Regions from separate parts of the Mus musculus genome. Here region 1 is linked to region 2. A link is a contact called in public HiChIP or PLAC-seq data. All regions are on one chromosome and are shown on one strand. Each heading gives the region's core, a stretch centred on a gene start, on an enhancer-like site or on the middle of the called end of the contact. The rest is flanking DNA. Distances are from core to core; before and after follow the strand shown.

The links. HiChIP or PLAC-seq counts read pairs in DNA pulled down with a chosen protein or histone mark.
Region 1: a FOXA1 HiChIP or PLAC-seq map of pancreatic cancer cells shows a contact between it and region 2. The contact joins two enhancer-like sites. A contact is called at or near these places in 1 of 15 datasets of contacts at CTCF or cohesin (pro-B cells), 4 of 484 Hi-C or Micro-C datasets (the CH12 cell line, the P5424 cell line and embryonic stem cells) and 1 of 115 datasets of contacts at active chromatin or transcription factors (pancreatic cancer cells).

What each region holds. Positions count from the first base shown.
Region 1 is chr2:140,098,650-140,103,168 of GRCm38.p6, reverse strand. No RefSeq gene overlaps it. Among named protein-coding and RNA genes, the nearest start is that of Tasp1, 34 kb to the right of the region's middle. Within about 2 kb of position 1,963, at least 56 of the 459 cell types and tissues checked have an H3K27ac peak or open chromatin away from gene starts, as enhancers often do. A contact at or near this core is called in pancreatic cancer cells, where this site is marked.
Region 2 is chr2:139,785,680-139,790,388 of GRCm38.p6, reverse strand. No RefSeq gene overlaps it. Among named protein-coding and RNA genes, the nearest start is that of Ism1, 110 kb to the right of the region's middle. Within about 2 kb of position 1,633, at least 17 of the 459 cell types and tissues checked have an H3K27ac peak or open chromatin away from gene starts, as enhancers often do. A contact at or near this core is called in pancreatic cancer cells, where this site is marked.

The DNA of each region.
Region 1 (4,519 bases), core at 714-3,213, 310 kb before region 2:
CTGAATGAGGCAACCCAGTAGAAGGACAAGGATTCCCAAAGCAGGTGAAAGTGTCAGAAACAGCTCTCTGTTCCCTCTGTTAGGAGTTCCACACAAACTCTAAGCTACACAGCTAAAACATGTATGCAGAGGGACTAGGTTAGACCCATGCAGGCTCCCTGATTGTTGGTTCAGTCTCAGTGAGCACCTTTGAATCCTTACCCGGCTTCTGGGTATTATACTTGGGTCATCAGGCATTTGTGGCATGTATTCATGTTACTCATGGAGCTGTTTGATAGCCTTGATTGTTAATATTAAGTTTCAGTGTGACAGGATCTAGGATCACCTGAGAGATGGGCCTTGGACATTCTTGCCTATCTTGAGATGCTGATCAAGAGGGGATGACCCATCTTAGTTGTGGGCAGGACCGTACCCTGTGCAAAGGATCCTGAATAGCGTCAGATGGAGAAAGGGAGCTGGCCAGCAGCATGCACTGCTCTCTCTTCTTGATTATGGGCATGATATGAAGGCTGCTTTGAGCTTCCCAGAATGATGGGATCTACATTGAACTATGAGTTAAAAGTAGCCCTTCCTTCTTTAAGTTGCATTGGCAGAGTGTTTTATCAGGGCAACAGGAAAAACGACTACAGGAGGGGCCTGTTGTAAGTCTGAGCCAGTCATATAAATATAAGTCAATGCAAGTCAAGGACCTGGCGCCGATAAAAATGTCTATAAAGTGACTGACTGTTGGGCTTTCATGGGTTTGTAGTATGATTGTACCTTCTTCATATGAGGTAGGCAGGATTGAGGTTTTATTATATTTCTGTTGGGAAAGAGGTTTAGAGACATCTGGTGGCCTTCCAGGCTCTTATGCACTAGTTCTTAACCTAGAAATTGAATATCAGATATATCCTATATACCAGATAATTATATTATAATTCATAAAAGAATAAAGATGACAGTTATGAGGTAACAATGGACTAATTGAATTGTAGAGGGTCACTACAATGTGAGGAACTGAATGTATTAAAGGGTCACAGCATTAGGAAGGCTGAGAACCATTGATCTTGTGGAATAGCAGAATTTCAGAATTTTTTTCTAATTGCATAGTCTATCTAAAATCCAGTTCAAACTGGCATACACATACATGCAAAAGCAAAACATATGGTTTCATCTAACTAGAATGATCAAGAGTAGATCTTCAGGCTAAGTGGTATCCAGGAACTCAAATCATGATTGGAGCACGTTAGTCTGGGCACTTCCATCTGCATGCATGTGTTCATTCAATTAGTGAATGCTTAGTTCAATAAGCTAAGCCTAAGAAATCGGTAATAGGATAATTTTTTAACATAATTCAAAAGGTGATTTACCTATAAACAAGTTGTAAGCTAATATTTTAAAGTTTTGCAATACTGATGACTGAATATACTCTTACATGATACTCTATGAATGAGCTACATCCACAGTACCTATTTAAAAATAGATTTAGTAAAAGGACATGTCATATCCCCTATAGAACTTTACTAACAAAATGCTACATGTACAGCAATGGATCAATGAGTCATTGGCGAGTGTTCTTGAATTAAAGGCATGAGGAAAGAAAGGGGACATGACAAGGATAGAAGAAATAAAGTAGAAGGATAGTAGAAGATATTGCAATGTGAGGTTCATTACAAATTTAGCCAGTGTGAAGATCAGAAACTAGAATGGTTTTTCAGGCTCATTCTGGTTCCTTCCACAAAGATAGGATGTACTCTGTCATTGGTTAGTCATGGTATGTGGTATTTCCCCATGATATTTTGGTCTGTTTTAAGTTGCTAAAAGAAAACACCAATGCGGGGGGACTTTTCAAGGCTAGTACCTCCAAACACCTAATGCCTGCATCTTAAAATTTTCCACCTCTTTCTCACCACACCAGGGTTCTAACACATAAAGCTTTCTGGTACAAATCATATCCCAAACCACAGCATGGGCTGTCCTCTGACCTCGGATGAGACATCCCTCACAGCGGAGTCAAATGACTCAATAGTTAAGTTTCAGAGCTTCAGGTCTCCATATAACTGCCAACCTGACATTTCTCTCATTTCAAAGGCTGTGAAGAAATTGCAAACCAACAGTGAGAACATAGAGAACAAGATGGTGATGGTTACAGGAAGGTCACAGAGGAACAGATTAGAGGTACCAAAGATAGTATTACCCCCTTTACATTTTCACCAAGCTGGTCTTTCCATAAATAGCTCTCTGATGAGTAGTCCCCAGCTCTTTAATAGGTCAACTAATGGCTCCTACACAGTCAACCATCCCTGACTAATGCATTTCTCAAGTTCCACACACTTGAGTGGATGCTTTCTTTCCCCTTGTACTTTGAGAGTTGATTTTCATTCTTTTCTTTTTCTTTTATTACAGAGCTCAGTGTTTATGAAAGGCCTTTAGGAACTAACTCAAGACCAATGTAATTTAAAGACCTCAATGGCAAAAAAAAACTCTGGAAGAAAATGTTTCAGGCCTCCTTTGAAGCACAGATGGCAGCCTGCCTTGTCCTCTTGAGGTTTTCTGGGCAGGAAAATCCTGGAACACTGGAATGAGAATTCTTCCCTCTCTCTCCTTTCCTTGTCTACAGTTTCCATTGGTCATCTATTGAAATGGGGATTCATAGTTGATCTCTAAAACTACTATTTATCTTCAAGAATTTAGAGAAAGGAAAAGCAAAGAGAAAAAACACCAGACAGAAGAAATTGCACATTTGTACACTGGAAGGTCTGTAGAGTTTGGAGCCAAGAGTCTTTGGTTTCTGGTCCTAACTGTGCCACTGGACGTATCTGAGAGACTTTGATAAGGAATTGACATTTTCTTGGCCCCTTCTATCAATGGATGAAGTCTGGGCTTGTGTTTTTCCCACTGGCCCTCATTCCATACTTTTATTTTAAAATTGAATCAGTGCTTCCCAGAATTCTTTCATACATTTACCCCGAGGATACCAGTTGTATCCTGCCCCTTGGCGGAGTGCCGTGGCAAGTGACTAAACACATCTGTTTATATGGAGTTTATTTTTAGATTCATGCAAGCATTAATGGGACATTTGTAGAGAAAGGGCACATGGTAGCAGATGAACAGTGTGTATCATTGTAAGTGGCTGAATTTGGATCTTCTTTGATAGTATAGCAGGAAGCTGATGGAGAGAGAGAGAGAGAGAGAAAGAGAGAGAGAGAGAGAGAGAGAGAGAGAGAGAGAGAGAGAGAGAGAGAGAGAGAGAGAGAGAGAAAGAGAGGAGTGAAGGATAATTTCATGATTTCTGGTCAAAATAAATGGGTTAACAATGGAGCCATAATGGGTATAGGGAAGGAAGAACACTGAAAAACGAATACTTAGGACATGTGGTTACCAAGAGTTGTTTTGGACGTGGCTAAATCAGGACAGCAAACAGCAAATGGAGATGACAAGCAAACTGTGCACATACACAGCTGCACTTTAAGAGAGAAGTCCAGGGAACTTAAGAGATGGCTCACTGGTTAAGAACCATGGCGAAAGCATGGACCATCCAGAGACTGCCCCACCTGGGGATCCATCTCATAATCAGCCACCAAACGCAGACACTATTGCATATGGCAGTGAGATTTTGCTGAAAGGACCCTGATATAGCTGTCTCTTGTGAGGCTATGCCAGTGCCTGGCAAATACAGAAGTGGCTCCTTTTCCAGGGGACCCAAGTTTGATTCTGAGTATCCCCAGGTGTCTGTCTTAGAGTTTTACTGCTGTGAAGAGAAACCATGACCAAGACAACTCCTTTTTTTTTCCCAAAATTTCTTTTAAAGATTGATTGATTGATTGATTGATTGATTGATTTAATGTATATGAGTATACTGTAGCTGTACAGATGGTTGTGAGCCTTCATGTGGTTGCTGGGAATTGAATTCAGGACCTCTGCTCACTCTGGCCCCACTTGCTCCACCCCGCTTGCTCCAGCCCAAAGATTTACTTATTGTTATATGTAAGTACACTGTAGCTGTCTTCAGATATACCAGAAGAGGGCAACAGCTCCCATTACAGATGGTTGTGAGCCACCATGTGGTTGCTGGGAATTGAACCCAGGACCTCTGGAAGAGCAGTAAGTGCTCTTACCTGCTGAGCCACCTCTCCAGCCCCCCACCTAAATTTTTATTAGATATTTTCTTCATTTACATTTCAAATGCTATCCCAAAACTCCCCTATACCCTCCCCCACCCTGCTCCCCCACACACACACTCCCACTTCTTGGCCCTGGTGTTCCCCTGTACTGAGGCATATAAAGTTTGCAAGACCAAGGGTCCTCTCTTCCCAATGATGGCCGACTAGGCCATCTTCTGCTACATATGCAGCTAGAGACACGAACTCTGGGAGTACTGGTTAGTTCATATTGTTGTTCCACCTATAGCATTGCAGACCCCTTCAGCTCCTTGCGTACTTTCTCTAGCTTCTCCATTGGGGGCCCTGTGTTCCATCCAATAGTTGTCTGTGAGCATCCACTTCTGTATTTGCCAGGCACTGGCATAGCCTCACAAGAG
Region 2 (4,709 bases), core at 384-2,883:
CACTTGGAAGAAAGAACGTGTTGGCATGGACCTAGCTGTGCAGTACTCCTCTTTGTCTCACCTTCTGCTTTCATCACAGTGGCTTCTGTCCTCATGGACAGTGCTTCTTGGTCTCAAGACAGCTGCAGTTCCTGTAAGGAAGGGAAGTGGTAGAACCTTGAATTTTTTTTCAGGTTTTTTTTTCCTTTATTCAATTGGCTAGAAATGCATCGCGACTGTCTAACTGATAATAGTATTGGCCTTTTTCAGACTCCTCAGCATTAAAGAGGAAAATGAAAGAAAATTAGGGAGTGTGTTGGCCTAACAGACAGAGCTCTTACAGGAGACTTTTAAATCCTTAAGTTTTTGTTTTTCTTTGGTTTTGTTTTTTGTTTGATATTTCTTGTCTTGGACATATTCTACTTCTTTATAAGAAAGTAAACACCAAAGACTATAACTTTTAAAGGAGTCAAATAAAAGACTCCAGACTGCTTTCGTATTGAATAGGGTCTGGGAACTGACTAACGGTGTGTGATGTCTGCTTATAGCTTTTCTTGCACTTGCAAAACCAAGTGGCTGCCTGATAGTCAACATACATGAAACAAAGAACAAATATCCATGGATTTTTTTTTTGTATGTGTGTCATTATTTTTCTCATTGCAGTGACATGACATTTGATAAAAGCAATTGAAGATGGGAAGAGTTTAATTTGGCTCATGGTTGGAAGTCTGTCAGAGAGAGAACTGTGGTAGCAGAAAATGTGATGTCAGTCATGTGAGGGAGGTTACATGTGTAGTTAGGAAGAGAAAGAGACATAAATACCCAGCCCACATTCTCTTTTTTATCCTGATTAGGACCTCCATGGGTGATGGTATCACCCCTATTCTGAATGGATCATCCTTCTTGGTTAAATCTCTGTTGAAACACCCTAAACATGTCTAGAACTGTGTCTCTCAGGTGATTCTACATCCTCTTAGTTACCAATCAAGATCAACTACCACAATACCCTGTGTAGATCAGCTTTTGGATTGTTGGTCTCTATTTCTGGAAGTTTTCCCCCAGTGCCTATGTGTGAGTGCCTGCTTGTCTATATGTGCGTCAGGTGTGTGCAGATGTCTGCAGAGGCCAGAAGAAGGTACTGGTTCCCATGGAATAGGCATTATAAGCCATTATGTGGGTGCTGGAAACTTAACCCATGTCTTCTACAATAGCAGCAAATGCTCTTAACCACTGAATCGTTTCTTTAGTTCAATGCTCCCCCTTCTTTAAAATCACAGATAAGTAAGAAAAAATTTGATAATGATCTAACATTAAACTTTGAGGCAAAGTTTACAATCAAATTTTTATCTTTTATCCTTTGAGTCTAAAAGAAAGGCCAACAGCTGTTATTGACAAAGTGGCTGCTAAGTAAATAAAGAAGATAAAAATGACGTACTAGGAGATGTCACAATCTGCAACATGTTAGGGATTAGCTGCTCTTGTCCTCACCAAGGAGATCAGTTTGGAGGAAAGAGTAAAAATGTGGCTTGATTTAGAGCTGATGATATCGTGTGTCTAGTCACCCGAGATCAAAAGCAAGCTGGCCTGTAAAACATGGCTAATGAAATGAGAATGGAGACCCGGCTCCTCTTTGGGTGTGTCAAAGGGAAATGTTGCTGGGTAGCAGGCCAAGGGCAAGTGAGTCATAGTATGTTCTATGGGTGTAGCTATGGCCATGTGGCCTTATATTCTACCCCACTAGCCCTGTGAATTACCAGTGTATCAATTGTGTATGACCATTCTCTTTCATACCTGTGACTTGGTGGCTGAATTGCTCAGTTTATTCCCCATGCTGTGTGACTAGAGACCTTAATACTTTGTTTTAGCCTTTCTTTTTAGAAGAAGCTTCATTTATTTGTCTTGTGAATGTATATATGTACATGTGTGTCCATATGCATGTATAGTATATGCCCTCATGGTGCCAGAGTACAGGCAGCAATTGACTTTCAGACTCTCATTTTGTACAGTTAAACTTCAAACAGCCTACCTGTAATACTTATGCTTTTTTTTTTTTTTCTGGGGCTGGAAACCAATACTTGAATAGTGAGATGAATGCTCTTTGGATAACTCTGAGGAATGCTGAGGGCATTATGAATCCAAGAAAACCACAGAAGTGAATGTCACACTCTTTGCAATGCAGAATTGGTATGAAGGAAAGAAAAAAAAAATGTCTTTAGTATGAAACCTCCCTGAAAGAAAATCCTTGCAGCCTATGGTACTTGGCGGGCTGGTAGGAACTTTGTCACGGTAGGCCTTGTTATCCTGTGTCGGGACACATTCTTTCCCAAATACAATGGAAAGCATCGGCCTTGCCACACTCCCTTCTGCGCATTCCATGTGAACTAAATTTCCGTGGAATTCCTATTTATAACACGACGGAGGTGCTGAAGACCTGTCAGAGCCATGCTCAAAGCTTAACTGAAACGCTCACGTTTCCTTCCCTCCTGGCCTTTGGTTACTGAAAACATTTGCTAAAAATTGCTGTCCCACTCAAGAACTGTCAAAGGTAATTGTGTTGCACAGAAGTTACCAAGAAGCATGCAATAATATGGTTACCACCTGGCGACCAAGTTCATAGAACCTGTCTGAAGCGCCGCCAGGCCCTGCCACATGTGAGCACACCAGTTTCTGTCTGAAAGGCAGGACAGCATAAATTGGTGAGGAAGATGTGAATCAGGGGCCTCTTAGTGGGAATTTATGATACAAATTCCCATGTAAGGGCACCTCTCAGGTCACCAAATCCAGTGAGGTCTATGGTTCTGCAAATGGCAGCCTGAGGAAGATGGAGGAAGAAAGAAAGAAAGAGAGAGAGAGAGAGAGAGAGAGAGAGAGAGAGAGAGAGAGAGAGAAGGAAAGGAAGAAAGGAAGGAAGGAAGGAAGGAAGAAAGAAAGAAAGAAAGAAAGAAAGAAAGAAAGAAAGAAAGAAAGAAAGAAAGAAAGAAAGAAAGAAAGAAAGAAAGAAAGAAAATGGCTTGGGGGATGTGGACTTGCATGAAACAAGTAGAAGCCACTTCAAAAAAATCAAGGTCTAGACTTGGCTACTTTCACAGCTGGCAGTGACCTTGGCAGTGACCTTGGTGTCTTAGAAAATAAAGTTCATGGAGCTGGTGAGATGGCTCAATGGGTAAGAGCACTCGACTGCTCTTCCGAAGGTCTGGAGTTCAAATCCCAGCAACCACATGGTGGCTCACAACCATCTGTAACAAGATCTGATGCCCTCTTCTGGAGTGTCTGAAGACAGCTACAGTGTACTTACATATAATAAATAAATCCTTTAAAAAAAAAAAAAGAAAGAAAATAAAGTTCAGACTCCTGCATCAGAAAGGGCTTCCTCTGAGTCCTCCCTGACCCCATCCTTTGGCTTCTGTCTGCTCTGTGCCCTTCCACAGAGGCTGTTTGTTGTACACATCTCCACAGAATAAAAGCATACCCCTTCCCAGAATCAGCTCTAACCTGAACTTAAATATAGGGGCCTCTATTCATCTGGCCCAAACTTCACTAAGCCTCCAAATATAACATGGCTGCTTTGAGGAAGGTATAGGTCTACATGAAATTGTCTTTTCCTGAGGTCAGAAATTGTCTAATTTGGCTAGATGTGAATCCAGTGCTCTCTCATCCAAGATCAAGATGTGGCTTAGACATGAGGCACTGGATGGATCCTGGACTTATAGTTGTGGGATCCCAGGCTCAAATCTGAGCCATCCTGATGGAATTTTGAATGGAAGGTTATGTGAGAGCTTATGTAGAGTTCTTGCATTAAAAAAAAACAAAACAAAACAAAAACCCTTTTGCTAGTCACAGTTGAATATTTGTGAACCAGAAAATAATTCTCACTTCTCTAAATTGAAATTAAGGCTTGCTATGCAGTCTACACAAATGAAAATATGGTCTCTTGTAATTATTTTCAAAAAAGCAGGTATATAAAGACAAAGATATAATAAAACTTTCTTTTGTTATACCTTGTCATTTCATAGTATTTTGTTGCTTGTTTGTGCTTCTAGGGTCAAACTCAAGGTCTCCTATATGCCAGTCAAGTGCCCTACTTTAGAGATAACACCCTTGAGGGTGAGTGTAACCCTTCCTAGGCACTTACAAGTGATAATGGTACTTTCTCAACCAAGTCATCCCACATGGTCAGTGGATCTGGGACCAGGGGAGTACTGGCTCCATCTAGACAGTTTAGAACCCACACAAAGGAACTGCCCGGTACATGTGCCACTGCTCTATTGACTTACAAAACACTGAGTCAAAGACTATGGTCAAGAATTTCAAAATGCTGATAATCATAGTGGTAAACCAAGTGTGAAGTCTTCTGATTATGAGAGTTAAAAACGAATCCTTTCTTGGCTGAAGAGATGGCTCAGCAATTAAGAGTGCTTGCTGCTCTTGCAGAGAATTCAGGTTTAGTTTCCAGTACACACATAGCAACTCACATCCAGGAAATATATACATATACATATGCATATACATACACACATATATATCATATATATTTATATAAATGGTAAACATATATATTAAACAAAATTATAAAAATATAATTCTCTCTCATCACTGTGGCTATATACAGCTTAAGAGATATCAGGAATTTTCTTGGTTGCTTTTGGATTCCTGCTCTGTCTTATATAATCTGGTTTTAATTCCTGGGTGTTTTTTAATTAATTCATTCCTTAGCACTGTTTTTTTTCTCT